2 separate regions of the Capra hircus genome follow, and region 2 is linked to region 1. Evidence: chromatin contacts called from public Hi-C data. All regions are on one chromosome and are shown on one strand. Each heading gives the region's core, a stretch centred on a gene start, on an enhancer-like site or on the middle of the called end of the contact. The rest is flanking DNA. Distances are from core to core; before and after follow the strand shown. Region 1 overlaps ARHGAP25 (rho GTPase-activating protein 25). Region 2 has its middle 30 kb from the start of BMP10.

Region 1 (5,608 bases), core at 1,408-3,907:
CACCGAACAGATAATTCGCTAAATGAAAAGATGCCAAACATCATCAACCATTAGGAAAACAAAGGAAAACCACAAGAGGTACCTTCACAATCATATTAGAATGACTGAAATAAAATTTCAAAACAAACAGTATGGACTGGTAATGATGAGAAGCAACTGGGACTTTAAAACCTGGCTGGTGGGAGTACACAATGGTTCAGCTACTTTGGGAAACAATTTGGTGGTTTCTTACAAAGCTAAACACACACTTACAATATGACCCAGCAGTCCCACTACTCAAAATTTACCCAAGAGAAAGGAGACATTATATTTACACCAAACCTGTAAGCACCATATTTATAGCAGGTGATTCATAACCTCCAAAAATTGGAAGCAATCCCAGTGTCTTTGAATTGACAAGTGGCTACATCTATACGATGGAATAATACTCAGCAATGAAAAGGACGCAACTCTTGATAGAAGTAGGAACATGGATGGACCTCAAATACATTCTGCTGTGCAAAACAGATTGGACTCCAGACAGGCTACATCCTAAACAATTGCATTTATACAGCATTTAGGACAAAGAAAAACTATAAGGACAGAGGACAGATGAGGGGCTGCCCAGGGTTGGCCACGAAGGGTTGATTAAAAAGAGATGGTGCTGGACCTGTCTATATCTTGACTGTGATGGTTATCATATGACTCTAGGCACTTTTCAAAATGCATACAACTGCAGACCAAAGTAAATATGTTTCACTAGATGTGAATTTCAAAATAATTCTTTCATCCACTCTCATTTGTTGTATCTTTGTTACACAGAACCACCTGACATTCTCACTTCCTCCTGACCTTCAAAAGTTTCCATAGCTAATATAAGTTCTGAATGGAAAAAAAGTGACTCCTACCATCCCACAGTGACTTGGGTGAGGTGAGTGACCTCAAAAAACAAGGGAATGTCAGGAGGACCAAAATATTAAGCCAAATCTCCCCAGAGAGTAAGGGAGCAGGATCACAGGAAGGGTGGACGGTAGCCCTGCAAAGCCTGGTCCACCTCATGGCCCGCCATCCCCAGCACCAAACCTACATCCAAGGAAGAAAGTCTAACCATGATCCTCATCCAGATGACTAATTTTGGTGTCCCAGGCTAACAAGGCAACACAGCCATGCTGTTTCCTCACCTCAACATTTCTTCATTCCAGTGTTACCATGTTGTAGTACAAGGGAGAGCACAATGATAGGCAAGCTGGGGGGTGAGAGACCCCTAAAAGGAGTTCTCTGGTGGCAAGCAGCAGAAGTCCCACTGGGTAATGTTTCTGAGGCCTGATTTTCCAGGCCTGGTTTTGCTGCTAACTTACTGTGCTCTTATTTGAGCAGTTTACAGAATTGATTCATGTTTTATCATTGTCTTACCAGACTTTTTTTTTTTTTTGGCTGCAAAAAACAGACTCTGAATCAAGCTGGTTAATATAGATAGATAATAGATGGATAGATAGACACATATGTACATACATACGTATATACACACAAACACACATACATGAACCAATAGCTAGATCAATCAATCGTTCTTAATGGGGGATGTTTTTACCCCGGGGGATAGTTGGCAATGTCCAGAGATATTTTGTTTGTCACAACTTGGAGGGTTGCTATTGCCATGAGGTGGAGAAGTCCAGGGATGCTGGTAAATACCCAACAGTGTTCAGGGCAGCCCTCCCAGGAAACATATGTCCAGACCAAAATGGGCCAGTGCTGAAGTTGACAAACCCTGATATAGACACATGTATATACATAATGTATGTTTGTGCATGTGCGCAAAAGTTTTTTTAGGATGGAAAATTATTTTAAAAAACTAAGGCAATTTGGGGAAAAAGACCATGGCTCAGGATGATTAGAAATTAAGATACATTTTGCAAGTTTTGAGCTCTTAAGAGTTGAAGGACCTTTCTCTCAGCGCCCTACAGTTTGCAGGGTCTTATTGCAAATGCTCATTGTCTGTGAACCTCAGGCTGAGAGAGAACAAGCTAGATGCAGCTTGAGTCAGCTCTGTCCAAGGGCAGACCTGCAAAGGCTGAGCCTGTGGCCACCCATGGAGATGGGCTAGAAGCCAAGAGGGGGAGCTGGGAATATATCCCCCAAGACGTTATTGATCGTATCTGTAAAGTGATGACAAGGACACCTACCCACTAGAAGCCTACCATTAGATAAATGACCGTGCTTCTCAAGTCCCTTGGAAGTAGAAGCAATAGGTTTCTCCTTGAAATGGAATTCATAAGCTTTCTTTTTTCGCCCTTGAAGAACAGTTTGCATTTTTTATGCTACTATACAACAAATGGAACCATAACTTATGTTCCCCTGTTTGCATAATTGACCACAAACATTTATAAGTTTTGCTTGCTTATGTCAGTCCCAAGTTTTACTCTCTTAGAGCTATCAGGATATGAAGGGTAATTTTCCACCTGAGCTTTATGGTTTAAGGACCAAGTGAGTGTACAGAAAGTACAGTCAGCCCCCTCCCCAACATAGCAAGTGGGGGCCAAAATCAGTCATCTGCAGCACAAGACCACGTTATTTTGAAGCTAATGAAATGGCAGGGTGGCCTTGAACCAGCTCAGCTGCCCAAGGGTGCTCCAGAGGTCTGGCTGGGCCAACACATCCGCTCCAGCTGCAGCTGGGTGTGCTGCCCTCTGGTGGCCACAGTCCACTTCAGCTTACACATCCATGACCGGGATGCGGTCCAGGATGCCAGGACCTGCAGGTCAGCAACAAGAAGCAGTTCTAGGAACTTCCTAGTTAGTCGTCACCCTCAAATTGCCCCAGGCCAGGAACGCTGTGGGGCCAGGAAAGGCTGTGAACTAGGGAACCGTGTGGCCTTTTCCCACCACTCAGTCTTCTCTCCTTTCACTCTCTACACACGACACCCAGAAAACACCCTTGGACAAGGCAGAGGACGGACCCATGTGCCCACTGCATTGTGTTTAATTATCACCAGGTTCCTTACTGAGGGTTTTTTTTTTTTTTTTTTTTGGTGCTTGGAAACATGAAATAGTGATTTTAGCCTTTGTATAGACTCCTTTGAGAATCTGCACATAAAATTTTTCATACAAATTTGGGAGGGTTGTGGACTTACCCAAGGCAGTCCAGGACACAGTTTGTCACCCTATTCAGCAGCTTAAACCCTGTGACTTGGTCCTGACCTCTCTTGAGAACAGCTGACGCTCAGTCACCTGCATGTTCTTCCAAAATAGCTTCAGAAACCAAAAGTTCTACTTCCTTCTCTTAAAGAAATTCAGAATCGTCTCTCTGAATCAAACCATTACTCCACATTAGTAAGGGAAGCAGAAAAAACATGCATTGATCTTATTTTTACTCATGAATTTCACTGGGGTGGAGAAAAGTTAGCAGGCCACAGGACAGTCCCCAGATATACCACAAAAATCTCCAAGGTCACCTGTTTAGATTCCAGGCTCTGTTGTTGGCAGCAATGCCCTAAAAGTGAGGGAAATAGACAAAGCCCTTCCTTCAAGGCGCTTATAGTCGAGTAGGAATTGGAGATCATAAAATGAAATCAAATAAATATCATTTCTGGTACTAAAGTGCTGTAAAGAAAATAAAATAAAGTAATGAGATAAAGAGAGACTGGAGTAGGGGGATGTTATTATACTAGATACTGTGGGCAGGAAAGACATCTTCAGAGAGAGGCTATTTGAACTGAAGTCAAATGGACAAAAGGTCATGGTAAGAGCTGGGGAAGGGCATGTCAGAGAGACGGTGGCAAGACAGACCTCTAGGTGACCTTGAACTCCAAGTGTTTAAGGAACGAGAAAGTGAGTGTGGCTGAAGGGCAATGTGAGAGAAGCAGAGAAGCAGCAGGTGGGTTGGAGAAAATGGGTGGGATCAGATTCCATAGGCAGGTCTCATTGGTTTGAATCTCATTCTAAATATACTGGAGAAAGCATTCCACAAGTTGATTTCTGCTTTTAAATTCTATTGAGGGGGCAGTTATTCAATGTTCTGAGAAATCAAGACTGATGTTGTAAAAAATCATCTAGATAACAACTTCATTATATTAAAGCAAATAATTGAAGGGGGAAAAAAGAAAAAAAAAAAACACAACTATTGAGACTGGCCACAGTGCAGAGTGTAAATTGTACAGGACAGGATGGGAGACAGGAAGTTAGCAAACAAATGCAGAAGACTTGGCCAGAAATGATGGTGTTTACAGTATCAGAAATAATTTTTAAAAAATCAGATGGGGAACCCAAATCAATAATGAATCAAAAAAATTTTTTCTGATGGGTTAGATGCAGGGTGGGAGAGAAAAAGATGTGTGGAAGATGACTGTAGGTGGAAGCTTGAGCAACCTGGTGAAAAGTGGGGTCTTTTATTGAGACCTGGTAAACAGGGTGGGGAGGAATGGGAAGAGAGAGAATTCTGGAGTCTGTGTTGGACGTACTGGGAGAGCGAAGCCCGAGAGGGATCCAAGTGGAGATGGTGAGCAGTCTAAGACTAGGGTGAACATAGAAAAGGGTAGATGGAATTTAAAGCCATGGGAAGGGATGAGAGCACCCAACAAGTGAGGATGGATAAACAGAAGAAGATGAGGGAAGTGAGTCCTTGAGGCCTGGGCTGGCCTCACAGACACACAACCTGCGAGGTCGCACGGGGCCCCACATCTCAGCACCTGCATCAGCGCCTACTTGAACTACTCTCCAAGTACAGCATCTTGAAATTCTTCATAACTGGGAATGAGGGGCTCCACATTTTCACTCAGCACCAGACCCTTAAAATGATGGAGCCAGTTCTGCCTTGAACATCTCAAAGCTAAGTGTCTGGTGGAGAAGGAGACTCCATTAAAGAAGACTCAGAAAGAGTGGCTAATGCAGTAAGGAAGGCCCCGAGTGTGGCATCTAGCCAGCCTGGAGATTATTTCAAGGCGGAAATGGCCAACTCAGTTAATGCTGCAGGGTAGTAGAATGAAACAAGGACAGCCATGCACCCTTGGCCAAGATACCAACAACCAGTGATGCTGACAAGGACATTCTTAGTGGAGTGGGGTCCCCAGTGATTACCTTGGCTGGCTGTAGATGACAAGTGGCCAGGTTTCCACCACCAACCTTGGAGAAAGTGTGGCAAGAATACAGATAGAGGCCCCACATCGTATAGCCCACACCCCTTCTCCTCTCAATCCCAGCTCCATTTAGCAGAGTGCGGGGCTTCACATACACGCATGTGGACCCACCAGCCCAGACATCCAAGCTCTATTCTGGGCCTCCTTGCCAACAACCATCTGCAGAACAGCCACTGAGGGGGACCCAGGAAGACAGCTCTGGCCATCCTTGTAGGAATCTCACATTCCCAAGTGCTCTCGATAGCATGCAGGGCCCAGGCTACAGGTGGGAAGATGCCGTGTCTTATGAGGAGGAACACAGAGCCAGACCTGAGAAGGACCCTATAAGATCCAAGTCTCCAAATGGGGGTCCCATGTCCAGATCTAAAGGGAAGTTCTTGAGGGGAAGATGGGGGTAGATGTGGGTAGACAGAAGCACTTGGTGGTAGGAAAACAAGGTGGTTCTCAATCAGTTGCACACACTTTTCTCTAAGAAGTGTAAAAGTGAGTGTGACTGTG
Region 2 (5,608 bases), core at 1,642-4,141, 140 kb before region 1:
TTTACACTGTTTTAATGAACATAATTTTAGAAATGTTGATGTAATCAAATTTGTCAATCACTTAGGCTACAGCTTTGTTTTGTGGGTTTTAAAAACTTTGTTTAAGAGCCTTTGTTATTCCACAAATATTTTACTTTAACATTATATAATTGAATTTTATAAGTTTGGATCTAAAGTTCATTTATAATTAAATTTTATGAATATATTATTTAAATATTAATGAAAGTCAATTGTTTTGATCACATTTATTGAGGAATTTCTCCTTAATTTGAATATCTTTATTGTATGCTAAATTCCTGTGTGTTTAGAGATGGTTCTGAACTTTCCATTGTGCTTCACTGAGCTATCTGCTTACTGTGAGAATACCCCTGTTTGTATAACTATAGCTTTCTAATCTATTTTTCTCCCTATCTTTATTCTTATTTTTCAAATTTGTCTTGACTATTCCTGCCCATTCAATCTTCCATTGCAATTTAGAATCAACTTATTAAGAGCTTTTGATTGACAATGCTTTAAATTTATTAACTAACTTGGAAAGACTTAAATACTTTTTTATATGCAAATAAACTGTGATGTTGGAGAAGACTCTTGAGAGTCCCTTGGAAACCAAGGAGATCAAACCAGTCAATCTTAAAGGAAATCAACCCTGAATACTCTTTGGAAGGGCTGATGCTGAAACTAAAGCTCCAGTACCTGACCACCTGACGCGAACAGCTGACTCCTTGGAAAAGACCCTGATGCTGTGAAAGATTGAAGGCAGATGATGAGGACAACAGAGGATGAGATGGTTGGATGGGATCACCAATTCAATGCACGTGATCTTGAGCAAAGTCTGGGAGATGGTGAGGGACAGGGAAGCCTGGCATGCTACAGTCCAAAGGGTCACAAAGAGTTGGACACGACTTGGCAACTGAACAACAGCAAAACTTCTTTTTTGCTGATTGTCCCCAGTTGTGGCATGCAGTTCACAAGGTAGCCACAACGTGGCGGTAGTAGCAAAGGAGGTGAACCTCGTTCCCTCATGAGAAACCCAGTAAGAGGCTGAGACTGAATGCGGCAAAGTGAGCTTGCAATTATCTGCACGTGATACCTTACACTTATTCTGCATCGTTTACAAGTATTTCATTCACATGATTTCCCTTGGAACAGATGGAGAAGGTTATCTTTTATAGAGGGAAAAAATGAAGTCCAAAGAGGTTAAAAGACTTTTCTGGGACATGCAGCCGCCATTCTGGGAGATGAGGTGCCCGCAACTCTCCAGGTCAAGTTCAGTTCTCTTTCCATTCATGCCCCTGCATGTTTCAGACTTCTCCACACTAATTGAATATAAAAGTAGTGGAAACTAAAATCCAAAGCAACAGCAGGAGAATGTATGCCGGACCATCCTGCCTATGTTCAAAATCACTTCTATGTGTGTTTCTCTCTCTCCTTTCACTAATTTGGATGGTCCCTAAACCTGTGCATTTTCCCTCTGTGACTATCTCACATCTACCTTTTCTCTCTTCCCCAAATCATCTCTATTTCACTTCTTATTCAGTTCAGTTCAGTTCAATCACCCAGTCGTGTCTGACTCTTTGCCACCCCATGGACTACAGCACGCCAGGCTTCCCTGTCCATCACCAACTCCCAGAGCTTACTCAAACTCATATCCACTGAGTCGGTGATGCTATCCAACATCTTATTCTCTGTCATCCCTTTCTCCTCCTGCCTTCAATTTTTCCCAGCATCAGGGTCTTTTCCAGTGAGTCAGTTCTTCGCATCAGGTGGCCAAAGGATGGGAGTTTCAGCTTCAGCATCAGTCCTTTCAATGAATATTCAGGACTGATTTCCTTTAGGATGGACTGGTTTGATCTCCTTGCAGTCCAAAGGGACTCTCAAGAGTCTTCTCCAACACCACAGTTCAAAAGCATTGATTCTTTGGCACTCAGCTTTCTTTATAGCCCAACTCTCACATCCATACGTGACTACTGGAAAAACCATAGCTTTGACTAGACGGACCTTTATCGGTAAAGTAATGTCTCTGCTTTTTAATATGCTATCTAGGTTGGTCATAACTTTTCTTCCAAGGAGCAAGCGTCTCAAGTTTTCCCTCCAACTCCTCCGCTTTATCAAGGTAAAAATTTTTATCTGTCAGAGATGGGAAGACTGGGACAAACAAGGTTACTGTTTCAAGGACAGGCTGGCTGGGGTTGAATAGGAAGTTGGTGGGGCTTTTGAAGCAGGTGGGACCTTCTGGGAATATTTGGGTGGGTCGATGCACAAGGTGCCCAGGGCATGGGAAGCTGAGACGTCATCCTTCAGGTGATCATCGCTCTCTGATTACCTGGCGTGACTCAAGTAGGGAAGACGCAGCAGGAGACAGATGAAGGGCTAGTAAAAGGCAGGCATGGACTTTGTGATTTTCCCGGAGATCAGCCCATGCCACAGCCACACTAATGGCCTAGGCTTTGGAATCACTTGTGCTCTAGGCCACGCTGATTCCGACAGCCTCAAGCCAGTGGCTTCAAGGTTCTGATGACTCAGGCTTCTGTTGACTTGTCACCTTCCTCATGATTGGGGCTTTACTTCACATCCAGGTCCAATAATGCTCTTATACCCAAGCACCTGACTGGACTCTGAGCTCAGCTCCCCAGTTCTTCCCGCTCCAGGATCCTGTCTCACGTCCTGAGGGTCTGGTCCAAACCTGGCCTTGCAGGTCTCCCTGACCCTGGACATCTGCCTCCCTGGAGCGCCATCTCTTTTTTGCCCCCGAGCTCCCTGCCATCTAACTCTGCCCACAGGCCAGGGCTCCTCCCGCTATGCCCCTTGCTCCTTCACCGGAACTTCCGGTCCTGCATGCCCGCCCTGATCCACTGGGCTCTGCTTGACCACAGTCCCCTTGCACCTGCTGGAGCTCCGCCCACAGGACTTCTCTCGGTTCCTACTGTGGCGTCCACAAAGACCTCTCCAAGCGCCTCCAAGGACAAGGGCATATAGTCTGTGGACCCTAGGCAACGGGCAGCGAAGGCGATCGTGCTGGGATAAGTGTCCAGCAGCACGGACAGCCCCTCATCACTCATCACCCAGAGGCTGCTGAAGAAGAGCACCCTCACTGGGATCTGTTTTCCAAGAAGACCCGCTGAGTCACTGTGGAAATGCGACGCTGGACCATGCCTCTCTGCACCTGCTGTTTCTACTCCCTGCAAAATCTTCAGAGGAGAAATTAGAAACCTCAGTTTAGCCTTATAAGGCAAATTGGGGCACTTCTCTGGGAAGGCGGGTCTGTGACTCAGGGAAGCCTGCAAGGGGCCTGAGAGAAGGTCTCTGTGCAAGTGTAGTTCAGATATTTACACACACACACATGCACACACACACATACATACCACACACACAGGAGCAGTGCTCTGGTTTGGGAAAGAAGACAGGATTCCTTTGCCTTTACAGGATACCTTTACATACACACATACAAGCTTTACAGATGCTCTCTGTATTTAGTGAATTTTTTTCCTCTAAATTCACAGAACCTGGATTCATTATTGTAAATAGGAGTATGGCGGGTGTTTATTCCCACTATCTAAAAAAAAGGAGGTCTGGGGACTTCCCTGGTGGTTCAGTGGCTAAGATTCTGTGCTTCCAATGTAGGGGGTCCAGGTTCAAACCCTGGTCAGGGAACAAGATCCCACGTGCTGTAACTAAGACCTCATGCAGCCAAATAAATAAATATTTTAAAAGAAGGTCTCTAAGAACTGTGCCTCCAAAAGGAAAACATCAGCTTATAGGGCTTAGCATGGGGTAGGGGCAGGAAAAAGATGGAAACCTTAGCCAATCTGATGAACAGAATCAGAAATTGTGTTAGATTTAAAAAGATTTCAGCAGGCGACAAACATTTCTTAAACAAGCATTGTGAGGTCACAACCTTCAAAAAAATAACACTTTATTTGAAGAGTCATAAAGCACAGACATCCTCACTCCATTCTTCCTTAATCCCACCTTACACCCCCAAGTGAATGCTGGTAAGACCTTATGTAAGTAGAATAAAATAAGGAGAATTGGAAAAAGGCTTTTCCCCCTTCTTTTGGGCTCCAGTTTACCCTGTGGCCTGGCAACAAGGGCTGCTGGATAATTTGTTGAGAAAGTTCACGAGTAGTCTGGACCCTGGAAGGACAAGGAGGTTTGAACTACTAGGGCCGGTCAGAGAGGACCAAACCCAAGTGTTTCTCTTGGTTCAAGTCACCTCCCTCTGTAGCGACTGCCGCCCATTCAAACCCCTGGGTGTGGTCTATGGAGACTTTCGCTGGCTGCGGCCAGCCCACTTCCACCCATGTTCCTACTCAAGGACCAAGAACTAACTCATGCCCCCTGAACAACAGCTACAAGCCTTGCCCACCTCTAATCCCCTGAGATTTTTTTCACATCGTATCTCATTTCCAACTTGGCCATCCAATACTCAATACTATTCTGTACCTGTCTTTATAACCCCCCCCCCTTTTTTTTAATGTTTTGTTTTTTTTTAGCTCACCTCACAGCATGTGGGTTCTTATTCCCTGACTAGGGATGAAGCCCATGGCCCCCTGCGGTGGAAGTGCAGAGTCGTAACCACTGGACCACTGGGGAAGTCTCTGTCCTTATAAAGAAAAGGTGCGTCTTACCTCCTTGCCTAAGCCCCGGCTATAGCACCTTCTTGTTGGCAGGATATTCCTCCACTTCTTCCTTCCACCCCTGGATCTCCAAGTTTCCTGATATTCAACCTGGGTCCCTAGTTAGAACCCTGGTTTTGGAAAGTGCTGTTCAAGGCCCTTCCTGATAACCTATCTTCCACCCATGGCCTACAGACTAATTGCCAAGTAGAGCAGTTCGTATAATATCAGATATACGTTCCTGGTAAATCACCAATATTTACCTATTCTGTGGTACAGAATAGGACGAAACAACAACAGCAGATTAGGTGGCGCTAGAGGTAAGAAATCTGCCCATCAATGCAGGAGACATAAGAGACTAGGGTTTGATCCCTGAGTCAGGAAGATCCCTTGGAGGAGGGCATATTGGGTTGGCCTCCAGTATTCTTGCCTGGGGAAGCCTGTGGACAGAGGAGCCTGGTGGGCTACAGTCCATAGAGTTGCAAAGAGTCAGACCCGGCTGAGTGACTGAGTGCATAGCACAGCACACAGAATGTTTCCACCCTCCTTATCAGCACAGAATTGTGTGTGCGGTCTCGCTGTGCTTGCCCAGCCCAGTCCCCACTGTTTCAGTGGAAAGAGATAAAGGAGATTGTATTATTGTTCCAAATATGCCCCTCCCTGGAAAGGGAGGAAAGCATTTTATCCCCCTGTCCCATGGGCATCAGACTTGTGCGTGTGAACTGTTTTGGTCAATGACTGTGAGCGGAGGTGGGATGTGTTACTTCTGGGCAGAAATTTTAGGAACTGACATTTGCTGCACCGTATTCCTATTCCTTCTGCCACAAGGAACAGCGATGTTCCAAGCAGACGCTACTCTGTCTTCCTGAGTCCCAGAGTGAAGATGACCAGTCGATTTGTAACTGACACATAATCAGTCAGTTCAGTTGCTCAGTCATGTCAGACTGTTTGCGACCCCATGAACCGCAGCACGTCAGGCCTCCCTGTCCATC

The links. A called contact is a pair of places that touch in the nucleus more often than the background predicts.
Region 2: a Hi-C map of blood shows a contact between it and region 1, with 2.0 times the contacts expected there. The contact joins two enhancer-like sites. A contact is called at or near these places in 4 of 5 Hi-C or Micro-C datasets (blood and liver).

Annotation. Positions count from the first base shown.
Region 1 is chr11:66,840,815-66,846,422 of ARS1.2, reverse strand. All of the region lies in intron 1 of ARHGAP25 (rho GTPase-activating protein 25), which reads right to left. Among named protein-coding and RNA genes, the nearest start is that of ARHGAP25, 18 kb to the right of the region's middle. Within about 2 kb of position 2,657, at least 1 of the 5 cell types and tissues checked has an H3K27ac peak or open chromatin away from gene starts, as enhancers often do.
Region 2 is chr11:66,985,249-66,990,856 of ARS1.2, reverse strand. No RefSeq gene overlaps it. Among named protein-coding and RNA genes, the nearest start is that of BMP10, 30 kb to the right of the region's middle. Within about 2 kb of position 2,891, at least 1 of the 5 cell types and tissues checked has an H3K27ac peak or open chromatin away from gene starts, as enhancers often do.